2 separate regions of the Arachis hypogaea genome follow, and region 2 is linked to region 1. A link is a contact called in public Hi-C data. All regions are on one chromosome and are shown on one strand. Each heading gives the region's core, a stretch centred on a gene start, on an enhancer-like site or on the middle of the called end of the contact. The rest is flanking DNA. Distances are from core to core; before and after follow the strand shown.

What was found. Hi-C and Micro-C count contacts between places; a contact is called where the count stands out from the background.
Region 2: a contact with region 1 is called in a Hi-C map of leaf, with 2.8 times the contacts expected there. The contact joins the enhancer-like site here to the promoter of LOC112711090 in region 1. A contact is called at or near these places in 2 of 8 Hi-C or Micro-C datasets (both in leaf).

Annotation. Positions count from the first base shown.
Region 1 is chr9:80,078,781-80,081,480 of arahy.Tifrunner.gnm2.J5K5, forward strand. It overlaps LOC112711090, which reads right to left and starts at 1,281. Exons shown (of 18, transcript XM_029289103.2): 1 at 906-1,281.
Region 2 is chr9:80,434,289-80,436,988 of arahy.Tifrunner.gnm2.J5K5, forward strand. No RefSeq gene overlaps it. Among protein-coding and RNA genes, the nearest start is that of LOC140175327, 18 kb to the right of the region's middle. Within about 2 kb of position 1,258, at least 2 of the 3 cell types and tissues checked have open chromatin away from gene starts, as enhancers often do.

The DNA of each region.
Region 1 (2,700 bases), core at 31-2,530:
AAAAATATAAAATAGTAAAAAAAACTTAAAATTAAAATTTAAAATACATGTTTTCTTTGACAGTAGTCTCAATTTATAAAAATAAGTAATACAAAAATAGACATAAAATTAATCAATACTATAATAATATCTTAAGTTGACACAATAAGAGGAATAATCCATAAATTATGTCCAAGGAGTAACATACATAGTTTCCAATCATCTAATCACACTATCACATAAGCTATTATCTAATCAATTCACAGAACCTCTCCAACCAATGCTTATTCCAACCAACCATGGTATAAATCAATATATATGCATATCTTTAAAAAAAAATATCAACAATCAATATAGAAGAAACAGCAACAATCAAATCCTAAATAGAAAACTTGTTCTTTCATTGAATAATCTGTTAGAACTTATAATATTGAAAACAGAAGAGCAACTTTTCTGCAATCAAATGAAGCTGCACGCTTATATCTTCTCCATCTGTTACTTGGTCAATCATGTAACTTCTCACTCACTGGTTTATCTGTTAATTGAGATATGAAAGTTAAAAATTTACAGAAATCACCTATCTAGTCGGTGTTGAACAATAATGCACACGAACACACTTGGTGGTTTAAACATCACAAAGAGGACTAAGATAAAAACATGGAAACTATGTTTTACCAAACTATGAAGGCTTCTCAATGTGATTAATCAGGAAATGCATAAGGATTATAAGTAACTTATCCTTGTCTTCATGTTCAGATTAACCAAGTGTTATTACCAGAGCCTTTAATATGTTTGATTAAATGCAAATGCAATGATGCAAAACCAACCTATCCATATTTACCACCTTGCAAAAGTTAAATATATGGCTAATCAATATCATCCAGATCCAATCAGTCAAGAACATGTTTCAATAATAAAAAACTCACCTCAACAGAGAAGAGAAGCCACGGGCTCACAGCTGACGGCACGCAGAAAAGAAGGAGACAGAGAAGCGAGCTCACGGCAAAGCACAGCAGTGAAGGCGACCCACTGCGGCGGACACGACACGCGAAGCACAGCCCGCAAAGGCAGTGAAGACGCGACACGGACGGAGGCGACAGGCGAGCGAGGGACGCACGGGAACCGGCGAGAGGCTCGGTGGCAGTGAAAGCTCTGTGAGCTGCAGCTGCCGCTCTGCCGTTCAGTTCAATTGGAATGAGAGTGAGAGTGAGAGTGAGAGAGTGAGAGTGAGAGTGAATTAGGGTTGGTTTTTTTTTTAACTACAAATTCGAACCCGTCCAGATTTCTCAAATCTGCCGGTTCACCGATGTTCACAAAAATTGGTCAGTTTAAACCGGTTCACACCGATTCATTCCTTGTCCGATCAAATGTCAAATTCAGACCGGTTTTGGAGCTGTGTCACCGATTTTTCAATCCAGCCGTCTGGTCGGTCTGATTTTTACATCTATGCTTTAAATAGTAGCATTAAAAAAAAGTTACCAAATATGAGAAAGGTAGAAAGTCCCAAAAAAAAAGTTACCAAATATGAGAAAGGTAGAAAGTCCCAAAATCTTATCACCTGCTAGGCACAATAGAATTTCAGAAGTTAATTAAAGCACTTATTACTTCAAAGAAAATTGAAGAATAAAGTATTGATACGGCAGTTACAAATCTGATGTTATAATTCGGCATTATATACAATAACTCGGCATTATGCACCATAATTTGGCACTTTACGTTATAATTTGGCGTTATACGTTACAATCAGACTCAACGGACTACATCCTGGAATAAAAACGTTCGACCAGACATTATCACTTATTAAAAAACCTATTAATTGCTCTTCAATTCCGATGATCAATAGAAACGTAACCGACCTATTTTATCTCACCTATAAAGGTATGATATTTTATCTTCAAAGGATACATTGAATTTTCAATACTGACTTAAGCTTCGGAGTGCCTTTGCAGGTACACTCCCCCCTTATTCCTTGCTCACGCTCTGTGCAATTGGACATCTCCTTGGAGAAAAGCTCGGACTTCCACAAAAGCTCAAAGGTCGGCACTCCCAGGGACCGAGCTCTCCCTTCAGGTATCCATACAAGAACAAGTACCAATCCAATCCCTTTCTATTTATCTGAATGACAATGCGACTCTTGACAAAAAAAATAATCCATTTCAAACATTGACCATGTGCTTTGATTGCCAACGCGGTTCTTTTGTCACTTTCACGACAAAAAATTGACAGAAATTGCTGCTAATGTGTCTAGGTAAGCAAATGAGGTGGATGGCTAAAGTGGTTAGGTAGAAGATGGAATCCCACGTGGCTTGTTGGAAAAGACAGGGACTTATCTGTCCTCTTCCACGTCACACGATCGACGTCATTTTAACCTCTCCAGAAGTCGCTCGTGTGACGTGGAAGAGGACAGATAAGCCCCTATCCTTTCTAACAAGCCACATGGGCTTTCATCTTCCACCTAACCACCTTAGTCATCCACCTCATTCGCTTACTTAGATATGTCAGCAATTTTTGTCAATCTTTTGCTGTGAAAGTGACAGAAAAACTGCATTGTCAATCGGAGCACAGGATCAGAGTTTGATCATTTTTTTTCAATAATCCTGTTGCCGTTCGGGTAAATGGATAGAGACTGAAGTTGTACTTTACTCAGGAATTGAATAAATGTAAATTAAAATAATAAAAAAAGTGTGTTTGAAATTCAAACAATCTATTATTAAAAATTTA
Region 2 (2,700 bases), core at 8-2,507, 360 kb after region 1:
CCCCTTTCTTTCTCTCCATAATGTGATCTCTCTTTTGCAGTCTTTCTCTTATTCTATCTTTCTTGGTGCAAAGATAACGGTGTCGGAGGTCACCTCGAAGATCGACACAGCTAATTTGAGAGTTTTTCTTTAGTGGGTACCCCAGCATAACTTCGGGAGCTTTTCTTCTGTGAAAAACACAAGAGTGGATCTTGGGAGAGCTCGGGAGGTAGAAGGAAGGGTGTTAAAGTCAAACTCAAGAGGTGGAATCGAAGAAGAGGAAGGGGGAAGGAGGGGTGTGCGACAGAAGTGGGAGAATTGAGGGTGGGAGAGGAAAAGGCGGGAGTAGAAAAGGGAGACAGAGAGGAGGAGGAGAAGTAAGATAGTGAGAAGCTAATTTTGTCTTTGTAAAAATAAAAAGAGAAAGAGAATTCGGGATATAGAAAAAAGTTAGAATATCTTTAATTTAGAAATAGAATATTCTGTTAAATTAAATATTTTTGTTAGGGTAAGGATCTAATTGAAAAAAATATTGGCTCAAGAACTCAATTAAAAAAAATGTATAGGAACCTAATTGAAAATTCGGTAAAATTATAAGGATCAATAGAGTAATTAAATCAATCTTTTTTATTATCCAACGTATTTTAGTTTGACAAATACTAATCTAATGTGAATTTGAGTTCCACTTAAGAATTTGTCGATAATTAATGAATTGTTATTTGTACAAAATAAAATTTAAACATCATCCGATACTTATTTAAAAAAACTAGCAACACTTCTTCATTATATGATATGTAATTTTATAACTATTTTCCAACCACGTGGATGTTAACACAACCACGATCGAGAGACAAGACTATGGTAAAGTAGAGGAGTAGTGACTTTCCTTTTTTCTTAATTAGTATCGATAATTCGGATTTCATCTTTAGAGGTAGAGGGATTTTAAATATATGAATAGAATTTAGTTACAAATTTTGATAATAGACTAGACTTCTGAGAAAGCCAACAAAGAAGTGGGTAGAAATGTGGCCCCCTCAAAAAAAGAAAGCAAATAGAATAGTGCTGCAAAAGCTTAATGCTAAACTTAGTATATTGGCCCATTAATAACCATGTTGTATTTCAGGAATTAATTAACTATAATTAATTAATATATAGTACTGATATTATTTGCGTGTGGAATCCACAAGTGCCATATTATTATGCAAATATATATAGATACTAACAAAGTGTGGTTTGTTCACATCATAAATAAATAAATAAATAATGGATTGGGTGGCTCCTTTTTGTTTTCAACAATATGATTCTAGAGGAGAGGATGATGATCACATGCATTACATGTGATGAGTTATCATTCATTACTGGAATCAGATTAATTTATTAATACTAAGCATTTTGCTAAGGAGTTTTTTTTTTATATCAATAAAAACTTAAATTTTTTATATTTTCAATAAAATTTTTCTGTTTTTATATTTTTAACTAACAAGCTAGCTATCTTAACAAAATCCTAATAATAAAGCATTATTTGGATGTTCGGAATTCTATTCGGGACCCAACCATGAATGGAAGGGAAAGGCTGTGGACCTTCCCACCGTTACTCAATTAAGCTTTCAAGATTCTCTTCTTCCATCTTTCTCTAAGTCTATTATTCTAGCTCTTTCTCTCCTTTTCTGTCTTTTCTGTTTTTTTTTCCTTTTTTTTTCCCGGAGCTAATAATTTGTGCCTATATATAATTCTATGCCTAGAAACTTTGACGGAAAAAATTCTTGTTGGTTTTTTTAAGGTATTTGTTGGTTTTATTTGACCAACTAAGGTGAAAAATAGATTTCGATGTCAATAGTATTAAACTGAAAAAAAAAATACAGAAAAAATTACAGTCAGATCAACATACAGCAACTTTGAAAAATTGAATATATCTTTTTCACCCAAAAAATATTAGAGAAATATTAGAGGCTAATATTTTTTTATCAATCTTAACCAATTCTTTGGATTAACATTTTATTTTTACATTATTAAAATTTTATATTTAATATTTAAGACTTAGAATTTAGTATTTACGGTTTAGAATTAGATCAAAAATAATAAATTTTATTGATTATGTAGTATTGTTCAAAAAGTTATTTTAGTAAAAAAATAATAAACATGAAAAGAAAAGAAGGGTGTGACATATAGTTATATTTTATAAGGAAGGAAGTGTAAGTTTTAAAATAAGTTGGAAAAAAAATGTATTTTACTACTTCTTTTATTCCTTAAAATTTTTGTGGAGGGTGAGGATATGCACATGCTTTGTGGGACAAGAATGTAGAATTAAAGGTGACTATATTGTTACATGTTAACTTTGTCAAGAATCATCAAAACGGGGTTAAAAGAATCTGAAGTAGATAAAGATAAAAATCCTCATTTCATTCATCAAAAAATTATGATACATGAAAAGGTTACGTTATATATTGGCATCCTCTTTTTTATGATACAGCAAAATTAGTATTGTCGTTGTCAACTTGCTGTTTATGAGGAGCCATTTGTTGTTCATAATTAAAGAGAGAGGAAAAAATAAATTAATGAAGCACGTCAAAAAAAATTAAAAAAAGAAATGCACACTACATAGCTTTTCTTTTGTTTGACTGTTTCCAATAAATGACAAACAAATTCGTCCGACTCAAAAAGACGATTATAAGCCTGTCTCCGGAATAAAATAAAAAGAGTAAATTATTAAAATGGTATTCG